Linked DNA regions of Bombyx mori: region 2 is linked to region 1. The links are chromatin contacts, called in public Hi-C maps. All regions are on one chromosome and are shown on one strand. Each heading gives the region's core, a stretch centred on a gene start, on an enhancer-like site or on the middle of the called end of the contact. The rest is flanking DNA. Distances are from core to core; before and after follow the strand shown. Region 1 holds the start of LOC101740115 (charged multivesicular body protein 3). Region 2 overlaps LOC101738149 (disintegrin and metalloproteinase domain-containing protein 12).

Region 1 (4,900 bases), core at 192-2,691:
TTACTATATTTTTTTACTGGTGGTAAGACCTCTCGTGAGTCCGCACGGGTAGGTTCCACCGCCCCGCCTATTTCTGCCGTGAAGCAGTAATGCGTTTCGGTTTGAAGGGTGGGGCAGCCGTTGTAACTATACTGAGACCTTAGAACTTATATCTCAAGGTGTGTGGCGCATTTACGCTGTAGATGTCTATGGGCTCCAGTAACCACTTAACACCAGGTGGGCTGTGAGCTCGTCCACACATCTAAGCAATAAAAAAAAAAAAAAAAATTGTCAAACTAACCCAATTGATTCTTCATTTGTAATTGTACTGAGTTGAGATGTGCTTTACTTGTGTATATTTTATTGATTGCTTTCCTGGATCTGATGATTTCTTTTGCTAGTATAGTGCATACTTGTTTATCGTTTTTAGTAGCTGCTTCTTTCAGTGATCGTTTAATTTTTTCTTCTTCTCTTTGGATAGCTGAAATTTTGATGAGCCAGTTTAATTATGACTGTTAAGCTTTGTGTGATTTTTACTAAAAGATTTTCACTTTATTCTAGACTGAAAAACATGTTAAATAAATAAGAATGTAATTTCTTATGTCAAAAAACTAAAATGTGGTTTGAATACAAATTTTAATATAGTGCTGTTTTACTGCAGGCAGTAACTCGGTCGCGCCCATATTATCGCTAACCCTTTACCGTCAGGTTGACCGCATACTCGTCGACCATCAATGGCAATATGGTGTACAACTTTCAGTCGTCCAGGATCGTATCCTTAAGTTTATTGTTATATCATTCATAAAATTTACCTCTAACTTGTCTGTCCAAATTGTATCCTTCTTTGCGAAGTTTATGCGACCATTCATTTACCTGGAATATAGAATCATAGAAAAATTTTCATGTTTCACAGTTCTGGGGTCTTCTGATTTATCTTTTTTAATTGACTTTACCATTTCTTTAGGGTTGCGCTCTGGGGATTTACCGAAAAGGCCCATTTTTGCTATATCTGTTTATTTAAAGCTTAAATTTTCACACGATTTCCGATTTGTTTTGACTAATTTTGACAGTTTTGGTCATTGACAGAAAAATGACATCATCGACATCTTTGAAGAAAATAAAACGCAATGTTACAATTTAAAAGTAGTGAACTTTAAATATTTATTATCTATTTATTTATACTGTAATCAATCAAATTTATCAAATTATTCATCAAATTAAAGGTTTTGAATTTAAGGATTACACTTCAGAATCTCTTGAAGGGATTCTTATTGTTTGTTCTACAGCAAATTTTCAATCATTTTAATGTAGTAAATTCATCAATTGCAATCATCATTCTTCATAATCACAATTTTCCCGAGTTTCATTACATCGATTTCATTTAATTCTGTAATATTCCATTCTATTTCGGTTTAGTTTTCATTCAAATAATGATGTTGGCATAAAATTACAAAAGCCTGAATTGTATGGCCTTTCAAGGAAACGATCTGAAGTATGCGACTAAGAAGAAGAAGTATGGTCCATGTTCCTTTAGTCTAACTGAGTCGACAAAATAAACAACAATAAAAACAAACAAAATTTTGTAAATTTCGCGGCATGTTTTTGCTTTAGTTAATTCCATAAAAAATTAACACATCGTGGGCTTATTTCCTACCAATCGTATCATATTCAGGAGAAAGTGTGAAACTTTCACCGGACAAGAAAAAGGTTAGTGTATTTATGTAACAAATAATATTTTAATGGATGTAACCTCTTAGTTTCGGTTAGGTTTAATTATTAATTATATACTAAAAACGCTGAGATCTTTGGGTACATAGTCAAATAGTATTTTTCGTTTATTTATATATTTATTTACTAGCTGACCCGGCAGACGTCGTATTGCCTCAATCGATAAATAAAAGACCTAAACTTTTGTATGAAATAAACTGAAAACAAACAAAAGGATTCCGTCCGACGGGGGACACATCAAAAGAAAAAGAAAATTTTTATTTTTATTTAATTTCGAGCATTTTCATGTTTATCTATTTTTTAAACCATCCCTGGACTTCCACAAATAATTCAAGTCCAAAATTAGCCAAATCGGTAAAGCCGTTCTCGAGTTTTAGCGAGACTAACGAACAGCAAATCATTTTTATATATATATAGATTAGGTTGTTTCTAGAATAGCCTGGTACATTAATAAATCCAAAAGACAAGATCCAAGAGTGGCGTACGGTTGAAGAGTATATAAAAGCCAACTATATAGTTATCTAAATTATTTTGAACTAATTTGAACGTTCTTAATTCGGTTTTATTATAAAATCAGCAATTTATGGTAGAAAACAACTTTTCAAACTGTGTTCGAACGTCTTTAATCCGATTTTTTAAACTTGCACTGTAGTGGGTTTTTGGTAAGGTTTCTAGCAACATTGTATACAAAATAATAAGTAAGTAATAAGTTTAAGTAAATTGTGCAATAGGCTTCATTAACAAAAATGACATTATTTCAAAGTTCTGTCTCTCAGAATCAATACAGTAAGTATCTCTGACAAATACATATTTCTGTAAAATGTACCTAAGTTTTGTATGTGTAAAATACATACAAAAGATCGTATAGTAATATAAGGCTATCATAAGATTAGTATTTAAACAAAGTAGTAGTGTAGTTTAAGTCATGAAACCACTCATTGGAAAAGTATAATTTATTTGTTTTAATCTTGTTTTTTAACAAGCTTTTATTAGCTTGACCTGTATTTATCATTATAATGGAATCTTTTAATGTAATATCAAGAATCAATGATGTAATGTTTTATTTATTACTTTGGCTTTATATTTGTTGACCGGGACCACTAAAATGTACCGTAAAACTATTAAAAAAAACTTTTTTTACCAATGTTCATAACAATAAAAATGATTTCTGTTTTTTACTATTGGTTTCTAAGAAAAGCAACACAGGCAAACTAATAGATATAGGAAATAGATATAGGAAACAGATTTAGTGGTAGGAAATCAAATTACAGATGGACATCTTGGTTTTGACTACTTTTATCTTTCTGCCACAAAGCTGTTGCTTTGCAGTAGGCAGCGGCCTGGCTCTGCCCCTGGCATTGCTGAAGTCCATGGGCGACGGTAACCACTCACCATCAGGTCGGTCGTATGCTCGTCTACAAACAAGGGCAATAAAAAAAAAATTTAGGGCTTGGAGAGGCACTATAAAAAAACATATTCAGGCATGTTGTGTGGCAGTATTCATGATGTCACATTGAAAATTATTTAACATAATGTGAGGATAGATTAAAATCTAAAGCAATCAAAAATTGTACAGATTCATAAATGTACTTGGTATTTATTGGTATGTATTGTTTTTTTGAAACCCTAACTTTTGTTAAGAATCTAAGATATAGATTGGACATACAAATTTCTGTCTCATTTTACAACTTAAATTTAATGTTCTTTTGAGAAGAATTATGAGTGCACTTCATATTACAATCTTAAACAAAAATATTGTAAGCATTCTCAATACTACATTACTCGTAAACGTTTATTGGTTTATCTAATAGGCTAATGAATTTCAGTATAAAAATACAGGTTAATTAGAATCATTCGTTATCTTCTGGGTCAACTTTAACGTTTGCTAAATAACAATATTATAATGTGTAAATTGTTATTACACAACAATGTATGACGCATGAAATATTATCTATCTGGGTTCCAATATAATGATTTAATTGAATGCATTTTACAAAATCAAATTAAGAGTTGCATTGAGCAAAGTTTTTATAGTAAATGTCAAAGCAATCCTTGGCACATAATAAAAACAGACCAATGAAATGTGATAATAATTTGATTAAGGTCACAATTAAGATTACTGTGTTTATTGTCATTAGGTTATTTAAGACGTTTTCAATACTTTAAAGGATTTGTGGTCACAGATGATTAAGATGTTATTCGTTGACATTTTAATATCGTGCTAAATATTGCATATTTTGCTATAAAAATTGCTATAAAAATTATGACTGTACTTCAATGATTATGTGTACTTGCATATTGACCTCCATAGGGTTATCTGGCTGGACTAGCTAATGCATCATTTATATGTAATATACCGTTCAACAGACCAATCTAATGTTTTAACCTTATCCTTAAACTTTTACTGGTGGTAGGATCTCTTGTGAGTCCGCGCAGGTAGGTACCACCACCCTGCCTATTTTTGCCGTGAAGCAGTAATGCGTTTCGGTTTGAAGGGTGGGGCAGCCGTTGTAACTATACTTGAGACCTTAGAACTTATATCTCAAGGTGGGTGGCGCATTTAAGTTGTAGATGTCTATGGGCTCCAGTAACCACTTAACACCAGGTGGGCTGTGAGCTTGTCCACCCATCTAAGCAATAAAAATAAAAAAAACATGGAGAGTAGTCATTAGGCGGCGCGCAGGGTGTATCGTCACAATCTTTTATTTTTTATTGTTCTTGTATCGAACAATCTCATAACACATCTGGTCTGAAGTGGTTATTGTAGCCCTTAGATTTCATGCCCCATGGAATGAGACAAGATATTATACGATTTTGAATATGTGAAAATGGAAACGTGATCCATACTGCTATGATAACAGAGCTCTAAGCCAAATTTTGCCAATTCAGTTTTAATATTTTCCTAGAATGTAACCGTTGTGTGACATGAGTGTTGAGTGTCATTGTTTCGTAATAACACCGCGGTACTGTGCAATGCGTATGTCGGTTTGCGAAATTCTCGTTATAGCTCTGTGTTATTATCGATGTCTCAGATGTGGTATGAGTAGGGCCGTTCGAATCACGGCTGGCTTCGGAAGAATCTCTGGACCTAAGGATTACTCTTGGTACTCATGGAATGATACGAGTAAACTTATGAAATAGAAAGTTTACTGGTTCCTAATATGCGGCTGTTGATAACCACAATATCACGGTA
Region 2 (5,294 bases), core at 1,165-3,664, 180 kb after region 1:
TTATTTATTGTCAAACTTTTGTTTTTGACGTCTATGGTCAAATTGAGAATAGATTTAATATTGTTTGTCTTTATTAATATTTTTTTATAGTGTAGTCTTGGCGAAATTTGTGATTATAGAAGAAGAATAGTCTTTGAAATTAGAATCATAATAGTGTATAAACTTACAATTTCAATTAATTATAGTCGAATTTCGACTACTGCGGGACTACTGGTCGTCGCAAATTATTATCGACTTGCAATCGTTTTGGGAACACCCTGTATAGCATCGTTTCTATATATTGCAGTACAAAAGGAGCACTGACGACAATCAAGTACGCGAGCCCTTCAACGCGAACACGCTGTCGCGTTACGTGGAGCTTGTCCTCGTCGTCGACAACAAGGAGTTCAAAGCGAACCACGGAAACCTGCGAGCTGTGTACCAACAGATAAAGGACGTGGCGAACATCATTAACTCTGTAAGTGTTTTGTTTAATACTAGCGACCCACACTCGCTTCGCTTCGGAGACTGTAATTTATTATTGATTTCTCCACTATTTAATGGATGTTATTATACATATAAACCTTCCTCTTTAATCACTCTATCTATTAAAAAAAACCGCATCAAAATCCGTTGCGTAGTTTTAAAGATTTAAGCATACATAGGGATATAGGGACAGAGACAGCGACTTTGTTTAATACTATGTAGTGATGACAGTGCAAAGGATTTATATCATCAACTTTGTAGTTCGATTAGCATCGTGCTATAGATGGAGATGGAAGTAGAGAAAAATATAAAAAACTAGCTGTAGGTACCGGTCCGCTTCGCTGGGTATTTAAAATTAACATAATTATTTCTCACCCCCACAAAGATTTTCATCATTAAAGCCCCCGCAACTGGTGTAGGGAGTCCAACACTCATATAAATATTAGCCTATCCATTGAGTACATGTATTTTCTACATGGATACCAATTTTCAAGTCAATCGGATGCATGGTCCAGTAATTATGACGGAACATCGTAAAAACCACTGTAGATTTATATATTAGTATAGATGTAGGAGTAAATTCAAGGCATTCCTGAACCTACTCAGTTTCTCGCCGGATCTTCGAGTGGGTCGCGATTACGATCCGGTGTTAGATTCATTGAAGCACTGCTCTTACAAGGGCTAGTGTTAGCAATTTCTCTTACATTGTGCCCGTGAGCTCACCTACCAGACATAGCGTTGCTGGAATAATCCCTTAAGCTACCAAGGAATAGGTTGGGAAATGCATTCTAACTGTGAAAAATATTGAACACGTTACGAACGCAATCATTAAAGGCGTTGCGAATTGAATTTTGGAAGGTTCTGTGAATATATCGAATACTTAAGACGGTCCTTCCAAAACCTCACAGTATTACAGTGAAAATATTACAGGTCTATGCTCCACTGAACATATTCATAGCTCTAGTCGGAGTAGAGGTTTGGACGGAAAGAGACGAAATACAATTAGAGGAGGACGGCGATGAAACGTTGAAGCATTTCTTGCACTACCGGAGAACGACTCTACTAAGAGAAGTGCCCAATGACAACGCGCATTTGTTAACGTGAGTTCTTGAAGATAAACTTAAGTTCCATTGTAACGTCAATCTTGTGCCTTAAATTGGGACACTGTGTGGTCTCGTCAAATCATTTAACACCAGTCGGGTTTTGTGCTCATTGCTTTTCTCATAGTGAACAGAATAACGTGAATTTATCGAATTTTTTTTCTGGTGTATGTAGATGTTTGATTAATTTGGATCTCCGCTTAACCTGGTCTGAGTAATTGCGTTGACCTCATCATCTCGTACCATCGCAGCACCTTTTTTTTGGGCTGGGTTCCGAACCTCCTACGAGGTCCCCGCGCGCCCCCTAGGCATTTGGGACTTGACGATCTATAGATGTTGGGAGCGGACCGTAGGCCCGAAGACGTTTTAGGGCCCTACCCACTAACCGACCCCCCTTACGCGATACGGACGCGGGCGTCTCCAATCACCAAGTGGGCCCCGGGATGCGGCTTTCCCAGCCCTGTGAAACAGCAGGGCCTGGGATTTCTCGAGCGCCACCTACCAACGCAGCACCCACCATTGGAATCCACCATTCCTTGAACCGCTGTGTTCAGCGAGTCCGTTTCAAAGGATCTTTTTGGAAATTCTTCCGACACTGTCTGTTCCTTGAGCTTTATGATACGTCCTTCGAAATGAGACTCGAATGGAGCAAGTTTTGGAGCGAAGGGAGTGTAAGCTTATGTCAATGATTGCAGTCGGCAGGCGTTCAAAGACGGCGTCGTCGGTAAAGCGCTAAAAGGGCCGATATGTACGTACGAGTTCTCCGGCGGCGTGGCCACGAATCACTCTGAGGTGCTGGGCCTGGTGGCCACGACCATAGCCCACGAGATGGGCCACAACTTCGGCATAGAGCACGACACGGAGGAGCACTGCGAGTGTCCAGACGAGAAGTGTATCATGAGTCCGTCCAGCACTTCGGTAATCCCGGTCCGGTGGTCGTCGTGCAGCCTCAAGTCGCTGGCGCTCTCTTTCGAACGAGGAATGGACTACTGTCTGAGGTTAGCTTAGCTTTCATTTAGTTTTAAGGCTTAATTTATTCATTACGAGGCTTGTAGGGAGTATTTAGCGGTAGGAAGCGGCTTCGCTCTGCCTCTGGCATTGCTGAAGTCCATGGGCGACGGTAACCACTCACCATCAGGTTGGCCGTATGCTCGTCTGCCTAAAAGGGCAAAAAAAAGTAGAATCATTCCTTATATTGTTTATAGGGTTGTCACGCAAAGAAATTCACTATTCAAAATTTCAATATTCGTTTAAGATTGTTGGAAAAGAAAGTATATATATATTTTTTAAAGGAAACACCAACCATTTGTTGAAACGCCTCGCTCATCATTAACTTTCGTGGTTTTATGGTCCTATAGTAAAAATCTACTCGGAAGTTTCAATAACTAATGACCCATGCTTCAATTAAGTCTGATAAATGAGTATTACCTAGATTATTGAATCACAATGGCCACCCATCATCAGATATACTCGTTTGTCTGTAAACGACGTAAACATTCATTTTGCTTTAACAAATTACATATTAGGTGTTTTTTTTTCAAATGTTGCCACACTAATGAATCGTCGGTGTTGCCAGGAACAAGCCTCGTCGTTTATTCCAATCTCCGACGTGCGGCAACGGCTTCATCGAGCCCGGCGAGCAGTGCGACTGCGGGATGACGCCGGACCGGAGCGGCAGGAGCGACTGCCACCGCTGCTGCCACCCCACGACGTGCATGCTGCGTGCCAATGCGACGTGCGGCGCGGGGACCTGCTGCGATCTGCAGGTAAACCGCTGAGGAAACTTGTGTAGCTTCATTGAGTGACTTTATTTCAGGTATAGATTAATGCGCTGCCCTTATAAGCCGCGCCAATAAAGAAACGAATCTAAAATGGCGGCGGTGATTTAACCCATAGACACAGCCCACTGAGTTTCTCGCCGGATCTTCTCAGTGGGTCGCGTTTCCGATCCGGTGGTAGATTCTGCGAAGCGTTGTTCTTGGTAGGGTCAGTGTTAGCAACACTCCGGCTTGAGCCCCGTGAGCTCACCTACACACGTTAGGGTGAAGCTGATATAACGGCCGTCTGGTGTAGTGGTAAGTGACATGGTCACTACACAAGGGGGTCGCGGGTTCGAATCCCGCCAAGGGAAGATATTTGTATGATAAATATAAAATGTCTTTTCCAGGGTTATGTATGTATATTAGATAAAATATATGTATGTGTATAATAAAAATCTTACATTTATTTCCGTTATCTGGTACCTGTAACACAAGTTCTTTACGACCTTACCACGGGACCAGTTAACGTGGCGTGATTGTTAGTAAATATATTTATATATTTAAATATATATGATGATATGATATGATGATGATATAGCCTCTCAAGGCTATCAGCATAGGTAGGGGGAAAAAAAGGCGGGGATCATACGGTTTCACTCTAAACTATTACTGTCTGTAGTCGCACGTCGATGAAGTCGTCGTGGCCTAACGGATAAGACGTTCGGTGCATTCGTGTTGATGTGCACCGGTGTTCGAATCTCAAGCGGGTACCAGTTTTTCTAATGAAATACGTACTCAACAAATGTTCACGTTTGACTTCCACGATGAAGGAATAACATCATATTAAACTAAAGATAACATTAACATACCATACATACATAACATTAAATTAAAGTTTTCTAAGGACTTTTTTTGTAAACTTTGAGGTTCTTTAGCCTACGTTGTTTTTATGACTTAGATGGGTGGACGAGCTCACAGCCCACCTGGTGTTAAATGGTAACTAGAGCCCATAGACATTTACAACGTAAATGTGTAACCTACCTTGAGACTGAGAGTGGTCGGTCGTGGTCATCAGTTCAGCTGATGGTGCACTCGACAAGACATCGCTATTCCTCGATTATTCAATATTTGTTCTTCTTAGTCGAATACTTCATTGCTTAAGGTCGTGTTCTTGAAAGCCCTTCCACCTTCCATTTGCTTCGGTTTTCGGCTTCTCTCAGGGCATTCGCAACAGAGAGTCCAGGGAGCGCAGTTATCTGATCCGACCAACGGTTTGGAGGCCGGCCGGCGGGTCTTTTCGCTACTGCCATTTATTCAATACAGGCAGTCTCTAATTTTCAATAATTCGTACGAGACAGACTTGCCGACCCAAGTCAGCGGGGACGGTGTGTCGGAGATCGGAGAAGGAGTGCGACCTCCCGGAGTACTGCACCGGGCAGTCCGAGTTCTGTCCGGACGACGTTTACAAGATGGACACCATACCGTGCAACCATGGACAGGTACGAACGCACACAACAATGGTCGCTCTATAACAAATTTTGATACTGTATACCGTTAAATTGGGGGGAATCGGGACACTTTTTAAGTTCGACATTGATTTTTATCGTTTTTTTGTTTTTTAGTTATAGTAATAAAACGGAGATAATAATTGATCCGTTTGTTTAAATTTTCATTTATAATGCATTAAGATATAGTTTATTAAAGAATAATCATAAAAAGTTACAAAAACTCACTTGTCCCTATGCATCCAGGCGTTGGGTGAATCGGGTCGCTTAAGGGACAATAGAGTTTTTCGATAGGGCTGGCACTATTTAGTTGTTAGGTAGGTACGTAACTTTAGGTAGTTAACTTTTTAATATCTTTGAGTTACAAAACTTTTATGACTAAATTAAACTATTTAATATTCTTAAACACTAAATAAAAGTCATTTTCAGTTCAACAAAGTTAAATCTAACAACTGAACAAAATA

Evidence for each region. Hi-C and Micro-C count contacts between places; a contact is called where the count stands out from the background.
Region 2: a Hi-C map of posterior silk gland shows a contact between it and region 1, with 2.8 times the contacts expected there. The contact joins the enhancer-like site here to the promoter of LOC101740115 in region 1. A contact is called at or near these places in 2 of 7 Hi-C or Micro-C datasets (posterior silk gland and whole pupa).

What each region holds. Positions count from the first base shown.
Region 1 is chr26:3,557,467-3,562,366 of ASM3026992v2, forward strand. LOC101740115 (charged multivesicular body protein 3) reads right to left here and starts at 1,442. Exons shown (of 7, transcript XM_004932994.5): 1 at 933-1,442; 2 at 792-852; 3 at 281-460. The coding sequence starts at 977. It overlaps LOC101740254 (glycerol-3-phosphate acyltransferase 1, mitochondrial), which reads left to right and starts at 1,552. Exons shown (of 16, transcript XM_004932995.5): 1 at 1,552-1,686.
Region 2 is chr26:3,737,732-3,743,025 of ASM3026992v2, forward strand. LOC101738149 (disintegrin and metalloproteinase domain-containing protein 12) reads left to right here. Exons shown (of 17, transcript XM_038020719.2): 6 at 287-457; 7 at 1,396-1,565; 8 at 2,261-2,563; 9 at 3,142-3,331; 10 at 4,684-4,824. Among protein-coding and RNA genes, the nearest start is that of LOC134201472, 3.4 kb to the left of the region's middle. Within about 2 kb of position 2,415, at least 3 of the 8 cell types and tissues checked have open chromatin away from gene starts, as enhancers often do.